Regions from separate parts of the Gossypium hirsutum genome. Here region 1 is linked to region 2. Evidence: chromatin contacts called from public Hi-C data. All regions are on one chromosome and are shown on one strand. Each heading gives the region's core, a stretch centred on a gene start, on an enhancer-like site or on the middle of the called end of the contact. The rest is flanking DNA. Distances are from core to core; before and after follow the strand shown. Region 1 holds the start of LOC107949515 (probable receptor-like serine/threonine-protein kinase At5g57670). Region 2 has its middle 19 kb from the start of LOC121215734.

Region 1 (4,588 bases), core at 2,081-4,580, 64 kb before region 2:
TATATCTTTCACTCCAACCAAATGCACCACGATCCTTCTTATTACCTGAATTATCAATAACCAACTTTAGAAACTACTTCCCGACATCAAGCGACTTAATTAATCATACAATCATATCGATTACTTACCATGAAGGTTTTCTTCAAGGCTTCCTCTTGATAAGAAATCATAAACCAAGAGAAGGTTATTATCCTCATAGCAGAATCCCAAGAGGGATATAATGTTCTTATGATGTAATGCAGTAATGATCTCGATTTCCATAACAAACTCCTTCAATACTTCTTCTGAAGGCTTTAGGATTTTCACCGCGAGTTCCTTGCCGTCTCGAAGGCAACCCTTGTAAACCTGACTACTGCCTCCTTTCCCAATCAAGTTTTCTGCAAAAACACAAGCCAGTAAAAGCAAGTTCAAGTCAATTGGTTCCCAAAGGAGGGTGTTGCAAAGAGGAATGATGAGTTTGAAACAAACCAGCCAAGAAATTCGATGTAGCCGAAACCAGTTCTTGGTACTTAAATAATCTGCAAGTTGCAGAGTATTTCTCATGAAGACCTTCTAATTCTTTTGGCAGGTTTATTAAGTTGTCATCAGGAGAAAGTGGAGCAATGGCATTTTCATTACCAACCGGAACGATTGCGCCGCTTTCTCCATCAAAATTAGAGGCCTTAAATTCGGTTTGATCACAGTCTTGTTTCTTGTCTGAATTTGTTAACAAAAGAGTACGCCTAGAGGGCAACCGCATCACCCACTGAACCACAGAAATCTGCCTCGACGAAGATCGGTCAGGAACTTGATGTCGTCTATCCGATAAAACCGCACGGCGAAGTAAAGGCCAACCAGGTCTAATTTCAGGCAACTGTTTGATCAACATAGAAATCGAACCAGATGCAGCCTCAGTTCTTTCAACAGGCACTATAGCCAAGGATTTCTCTCTATCATTATCATCATCACCGCAGTTTGCAGATTGGTGACAAGAATCATGCAGCAATAACTTATTTCCAGATCCACAAACCGAGCAATTTTCCTTTCCATCACTCTCAAAGTTGCCCGAACCGGCTTTGATTAAGGCCTGCTCGAATCTCTTGTCCTTGGTCTCATAGGAAACCAGATTGGCCTCGGCATTGGCAATCCCTTCACTTAGTACTTTGGAATTCTTGTTCAATGTTATGGTTCGGTGAAGCGCATTAAGCAAGCTATTTCGTTTATGATCTTCATTTCCTGGAGGAACAAAGAAGAAATTCCTTAAAATACACGAAAATCTTACATGACATCCAAGAACTGGATGACCAACCAAAACAAAATCTTTACCTTTTGCCCCAAAAGTGGTCCCTGGAGAACCCTCCCTGTGGAACACCACTTTCCCATTATTAACAGCAAGAACAGAACAGTTGTTGGATAGTTTCTTAGCACAGTACTTGGCTACCGATGTCGATGACCGGATTTTATGGAGTTTGGCGGCGGTTCCAACTATAAGCTTAGTTGCAGAATAAGATTTTGCTTCTCTCACTAAAATTTTGCGAATTGAAGAACCTCTGCATATCTTAAGTTTGAGATCCACCTGCAACATAATTACCCAAAACCGATTTATATCTTTTTTCTAAGCCTTAAATTTGATACGTGAAATGCTTAATCAATTGTTGTTAGCAGTCTAATCAGGTTGCAAGTCTAATCGTGAATTTCTTTTATTTTTTAATTCATCTCTTTTTGACTTTTACTATCTTCTTCCTGCTTCTCTCGGCCTTCTGTCTATCTTCACCTTTAACGTTATGAAAGCTTAAAAATGGAAATAGCGGGACGTTATTGCCGCTATCAATTGTTGTGATTTATATTCACAATCGTTTTCTTTCCGATAGCGGTGGCAGGTGGCGGCGGTAGCGCTCACATTTTCGGTCATTGCTGTAGTGTTGGTGAATTTTTTATTTAGTTTAAATTTAATAATCACTAACATGATTATAAAAACTCTTTGTTTTCTTGATTTTTGAGGTATTTTATGGTCTTATTTAATATTTTTATAATGATATTTATTTATATTTGTATTTAAAATTTAAAATCAGGTATCAATATACAGGTTATTAAGATAAATATAAAATATAATGATTTTTTTAAAAACCTAAAAAAATATATTTTTTTATTATTGTAAATATAAATATGCATTAACTAAAATGTTAATCCCTTCCCATTTTTTCTCCCCAGAACTGTACCTGTTGCGTTCTTATTTTAATAAACACCCTATATTTTAACTCATTTATGAACTTTCCCCATCTTCACCGACCAAACTTTTCCCTCTCTTTTAGATCTTGAGAATCAGTTATTCATCAACGATGTTAGAAATCCCTCCCCTGACCTCCATTTTCTTTATTATTCTAGGATCCTACGGTGCTCTTGTTTTTATTTGTTAGAACCACAATACGGGACGTGATCTATATTCACGGCCGCCGTGGCTGGTGGTGGCGCTATTGCTAAATAGCGGCCGCTATTTCAATCCTAAGTGTAACTATAGCTAAATTGAGCATGCAGGGAAAGACCAACTTTCCCATTTCTGATTTTCCTTCATTTTACAATTGACCAAACAGGAAAGAAAAATGAGGTTAACAAATTCATCATAGGGAAAAAAGAAGAAGGTAAATTGTTATAAAAAAAATTTAAAAAAAAAAGAAAGAAAGAAAGAAAAAGTAGATCATGAAACTGAACCTGTTTCAAATTACAGAATCCTTCATAAACAGCAAGAACAGAGTCAAACGCTTTGACAAGCGACAGAAGTGAAGATTTTCCATCTCGATTCACGATTTCTACACACACACAAAATCCAAATCCCACTTCAATAAACCAGACAAAAAATCAAGCCCCAGAAATATTTTCAAAAGAAAAGAAAATTTAAACCCTGAAACAGGAAAAAAAATCAACTGACCATTGTTACCAAGAACATGAAGAGCAATGACACAGTCACCTGGCTGAGCCACCTTAACCAAAGCCCACGTTAAAAGCTCTCTGCTTGGTGAATCAAGCTTTACTCCAACAACCACCGTCCCTCCACCACCACCACCACCACCACCAGCAGAAGCAACCGTATCTTTGTCTCCAACAAAACCATTCTGTACCATTTTCATTTCTGTGTCAAAACAGAGTATGTTTCAGAGCAGGTGTTCTTGACCAAAGTTGAGGATCATGTTAAGAGTTTATAAATGGAAGAGTTAGGTTGTGAAGGAAGGTAGAGGAGAGGCAGAAGCAGTGTTTGAGAGCCTTTTTTTAGGCTTAACCGTCAGTAGTTTGCTTTTCAAGTTCTCCAACCACACTAGATAGAGAAAGGGAAGAAGAGACGACTTGTTTTTTATAAACACAAGTTGAAAAATTATTAAACAATTTATTTCTTTAATTGTTTATTTAATGGCGGGTTTTTTTCTCAAAAGCAAATTGTAGGAATTAATAATAATAATAAAAGTGCTGCCCCTGTAAAATATAGATTCTTAGATTTTAAATAATAATAAATTTCATTAAATGGGCATGGGCGCTACTAAAATGCTACAGACCAAAGCTTTTGCATCATGCTGTGGAAAAAGAACACAAACGCACCCAATTTTGTTATTTTCTCTCTTTCTTAATACTTGGGGTAAAATGTAAAATTCAACTATGAGTTTGAAGTTGATAGCACGGCTGCATCGCTATTTGCTACCCATGCTTCCCCTCTTCTCATATTTGACACTAAACATAACTCCCCACTAATTTATATATATACCGAAATTTATGAATTTAGGTCGTTGTTATTTATTTATGGGAATAGACCGTTTTCTAAGAGAGAAAGTGAAAATATGTTTTATAGGGTACTTTTTTAGGTAGCGATAACATTCCTCCCAACAATCATAATTTCAACGGTTACATCCCCCAACAGTCATATTCTTTTTTCTATATAAATTCCTCTAAACTTCATTCTTTTCCATTCAAATATATTCTTTTAATAATTTCATTTTAAATCTTTCTCTCAATCCTATTCTCTTCGATTTTATTTTATTCCTTTTAATTTGTAAAATGGTAAATCAACTTATTCGTTTGGATAACAAACACATCTCCGACGTCCAATTACAAATGGTAAGAAAATATTATTAATTTATTTAATTTTAATTAGTTAATTATTATGTTGTTAATATTATTAATATTATAATTTTTTATGTTTATATACTCAAGCCAAAAATTAAATTTTGGAGACATACATACATAATTTATGTGTGAGTGCACCGGCTGTCATTCATGGACATTTGCAAGATTCGAGATTCTTGTACGTGGCTCACATGCTCGGGGGGACTAAATTGGATCCCCCACTTATAAGTGCTTTGGTGGAAAAATAGAGACCCGAGAGACACGCATTCCATCTTCCTCGCAATGAGTGTACAATTACACTCGAGGATGTTGGTTTACAACTCGATCTACTGGTAGATGGGGAAGTCATTACAAAGGCAGTGGTGAGTGCCAATTAGAGCGCAACATGCGAGCAACTACTAAGGAAAGTGTCAAACAAGTTTAAAGGTAGCCAGATCGAGATGGGATGTTTGGAGGAGAACTTCAAACATATTGACGCCTCCTTAAGTGGCATTGAACA
Region 2 (4,426 bases), core at 1,631-4,130:
TGGCTTATATATGTTTGAGCATAATGTTATAATCATTTGGTATGGAATGGTTAATCACCATCATAATTTGTGCTATTTATGCTGAAAGGGCTAGTTGAATCATGGAAACTATGAAGTAGGTAAAGTCTACCTTAAAGGCAGATGCTGGCAGCAGCAGTGAAGTAGATTTGGAAAATCACTAAAAATAGTAGGATTGGAATTAAATAATTAATAAATTATGTAAACGAACCTTAATGAATCTATTTTCATAGGAAAGTAACGAAACGATCATATGGACAGTATGTTAAGAGTTATTGAGGTTCTCGTGAGACAGGGCCAGAACGGTTTCTGGATTCCCTGTTCCGACTTTGGAGATTTATTATAAATTAACCAGAGATAATTAGGAGTCATGCCATATATGTACAGATTCCTCTCTGAGTCTAGTTTCTATAGAAACAAACGGCATCAGTATTGAAGCTCTGTGCAGGGAGATATCCAATTCGTAATGCGCAAGGGTCAGTGTAGTCGATCCCTGTAACATGGGAGACTTTGACTAATAAACTGTACCAATTGGCCCGACCAAAAATTCTAGAAAAAATTTTGGAGATAGGCATATGAGTCTAGTTTCAGGGAAAAATCACGAAACTGATTTTCGAGTTGTGAAACTCAAGATATGATTTTTAAAGCAACTAGTACGCAGATTGGCAGCTTGTCTGGGAAATGTCGAATAAGTGGTTTGAAGTCTGTTAACACCTCGTGTTCGACTCCGGCGACGGTATCGGGTTCGGGGCGTTACAAAAAAATCATGGGAACTTTCTTGAATTGTTATCACTATTAGCATTTTATGATGAGAAAGTTGAAGATGTTTTGAAAAGTGCTCCACAAAATGCTAGTCATACTTCTTCAACAATACAAAAAGAGATATTGCAAATTTATGACAGTAGAGTTCGTAATATAATTCACGAAAAAATTGTTAAAGAGTTCAGTATTATTGTGGATGACGCAAGAGACCAATAAAAAAAGAGCAAATGACAATTGTTTTGAGATTTGTTGATAAACAATGATTGGTGAAAGAACGATTTTCTGATATAGTCCTTATTAAAGATACTGCATCATTGACTTTGAAGAATGAGTTTTTTAATGTTCTCTTCCAACATGGTTTTGACATACAAAATATCCAAGGTCAAGGCTATGATGGACCAAGAAATATGCATAGGGAATTTAACGACTTGCAAGCTTTGATTTTGAATGATTGACGATATGCTTATTATGTTCACTATTTTGCTTATCGTCTTTAGTTGCAACAGCTAGAGAAGTAGTTGAAAAGCATCAATTTTTTAAAGACTTGTTTGATTTAGCAACTAGAACAGGAATGAATCAGATTGGCACTTTACAATGTCCTGGTGAGACTTGATGGAGTTCTCATTTAAATTCATTTACTAGTTTACTAACGATGTACAATGCTACTAGCACGATTCTTAAAAATCTAAAAAATACCGCTTCTAACTATACTTGGCAAGGAGATGTTCATAACGCATATAATAGATTTAGATCTTTTGAGTTTATTTTTATTTTGCATATGAAGGAAGTTTTAGGGGTTACTGATAATCTTTGTGAAGCTTTGTAACATCATTCTCAAGATATATTAAATGTCATGATTTTAGTTTCAACAATAAAATATTTAATTCAAAAGTTGAGAGATGATGGATGAGATAAATTGTTGAAAATGTGATATCTTTTTATGAAACTTGGGAGTTGGATTTTTCGGATATGAATGCTCAATACATTGTGGGTTATTATCGTAACAAGGAAGATGTTACAATGGAGCATCATTATCGAGTGGGTATATTTTTTTGCTACAATAGATACTCACTTGTAAGAATTGAAGAGTAGATTTAACGAACATGTTATCAAGCTTCTCACTCTTACTATAGCTTTAGATCCCAAGGATATTTTCAAGTTATTTGATATTGATAAAATTTGCATTCTTGTAAACAAGTTCTATCTAGAAGATTTTTCTCAACAAGAGATAGAACGTAACCCATATGAGTTGAAGCATTATGAACTTGATATATGTAAGCATCTTGATTTGAAAAAAACATCAATATTTTCTAAACTTTGTAGAAACTTAGTTGAGAGTGGAAAGTCAGCCATGTACCCACTCATTGATAGATTGATTGGCCTTATGTTGACTCTTCCAGTTTCAGCCGAATCCTAAGAACGTGCTTTTTCTGCTATGAAGATTGTGAAGACTCGACTTTGTAGCAAGATGGAAGATGATTTTTTGAGAAGTTCTTTAGTTGTGTACATTGAGAAAGAAATTGCAGAAAAATTTAATGTAAACGAAATAATTGATGATTTTAGTGATATCAAAGATTGAAAAGTGCAATTCAAATAAATTTTTAAATTTCTTTCTAACTTATTTTTATTTATTAAATTATTTTTCTTTAATTAGTTTTTATTCTTAAAAATATTTTATTATTGTTCATTATATCGACCCCCCTCTTGAAATTTTCAGACTTCACCCCTGCCAACCATCCTTCATTTTTTCTAGTTAGCCTTTTCTAACTTTTCGATTAAAATGTTACATAGTTATACATAATTCGAAAATAGATTTTTAAATCCGAAAGTAGAATGATTAAATTTCAAATGTAAGACTTAGAGTATTGTTGAGAAATTTTTCATTGTGTCTCATTGAAGGGAACAATCTAATATTTATATACATGGTTACTGTTCATGGAATTGACGTTCTTAGTAGACTCTATGCATGTGAGACACATGTATTGTTCTAGTCTACCTGTTGGACTTTGTGGCCCCCCACATGCTAAATCCTTGGGTGTATGCAAATTGAGATTGCGAACTCCCCTTACGAGCACCCTTTGGCATGTGCAAACTGAGACCGCGAGCTCCCTTTGTTGACCTCCCACTATAAGGCTTGCATGCATCCATATGGTAGGGCCCGATCAGGTTATGGGTAGACGACTCGAACCTTATCTGATTTCAAGTTGGTGATCATAAATACATAAAAAATATATTTGAAATTTGAAATTTGTACTTTATAATTTGACATAAATAAAAAAGTCAACCCAATACAAAACATGGGTAAACCATAGTAGTGTAAAATTACAAAGATGGCAAGCAGAGGTGAGAGGGACCGTTGATGTGGATGCTTTGCATGCATGTGATATGTTTTCGTTTTTCTTTTTAGAGTTCAAATTTTGGACAAAGAGTAGGGGCTTAGGATCTCATATCTTTTAAGGGACACCTCAAATCCCTAATATATATATATAATTAACTATTGTTTTAGGAATTTAATTTCATAAAACCCCTAGATTATGGGCAGCATTGGATTGTCGGTGGATCCAAGCATGCTCCCTTCACATGCTAAAAGCTTTAAAATATCCTCCTTACCTAAAACTATACATTATACATACAAAAGTGGGAATATTTTCAGGCTTATAATGGGGGCCGGGGCCTCAACTTTCTTCTTGCCAATAAAACAATTGTAATGGTGAGGGGTTAGTAAGATTTAGTTGTGTTTTACCTAAAATCTACCTGTCCAAGAACCTCGCCTTGTTTGGCAGCATTGTTTTAATAATTAGTTGATATTGCATCTCATCATGTTGATATAAAAAATCAAATCACACAATTTTATTTAATGAAACTCAAAGTAGAATGTTTTGTTACATATATCATGCCGTATCTTTTAAAAGACAAACCAATTAATGGGTGTCCCATATGAAGTTAAAAAACTTAGTTTTGGGCCATAAAATTATAAATTTTAAAGAATTATCATTATAATTTTATAATTTCAGGCCACATCAACAATAATATCAAATATAAATGAATGGTTGTGATGATTCATTATATTCTCTAGGGACAGAATTAGGTTTAGGTATCTTTTCCAAGGGGGACAACCTAAGCCATTTTTGTAGATTTTGCCCCTTGGATCACCATGGGACGGTGCTTTCATGTTTCTCTCTCTGTATTTTTACATGTGAATGTGTGGACCTTGATTTTAAATCGCACAAATATCTCAACATCCCATTTACAACTTCAACATTTTATATTTTAATTTCCTTTCCTCACTTAAATTTGATTTTAACTCGCAACCTTATTGGTAATGAACGTGTAATTAAATTTTGTTATGAGTCTTTATATTTAGTAAAAATAGACTAAAAAATTTACTAATTTAAAAAATATAAAGATGGAAGTAAAAGCATAAGAATTAAAGCAACAGCTTTGGAGACTAATAATAAATTTTAACCTCGAATTGTGTTGGTCAAGAAAAGTTGATTAAAGAACAAGAAAAACTTTTACACAATTTCCAACAAACCTAATTTGCTCAAACCTCTCCATCTGACATGATTAAATAAAACAGACAAAACCTTTTGTTTTTGGTGATTAAATTATGGTTGAGACACCCAAATCCCTCCCTGAGGACCAG

What was found. Hi-C and Micro-C count contacts between places; a contact is called where the count stands out from the background.
Region 1: a contact with region 2 is called in a Hi-C map of leaf, with 1.7 times the contacts expected there. The contact joins the promoter of LOC107949515 here to the enhancer-like site in region 2. A contact is called at or near these places in 7 of 34 Hi-C or Micro-C datasets (anther, hypocotyl and leaf).

Annotation. Positions count from the first base shown.
Region 1 is chrD03:17,497,055-17,501,642 of Gossypium_hirsutum_v2.1, reverse strand. It overlaps LOC107949515 (probable receptor-like serine/threonine-protein kinase At5g57670), which reads right to left and starts at 3,330. Exons shown (of 10, transcript XM_016884181.2): 1 at 2,906-3,330; 2 at 2,689-2,786; 3 at 1,306-1,555; 4 at 469-1,215; 5 at 129-377; 6 at 1-45. The coding sequence starts at 3,104.
Region 2 is chrD03:17,432,320-17,436,745 of Gossypium_hirsutum_v2.1, reverse strand. No RefSeq gene overlaps it. Among protein-coding and RNA genes, the nearest start is that of LOC121215734, 19 kb to the left of the region's middle. Within about 2 kb of position 2,880, at least 2 of the 9 cell types and tissues checked have an H3K27ac peak or open chromatin away from gene starts, as enhancers often do. A contact at or near this core is called in leaf, where this site is marked.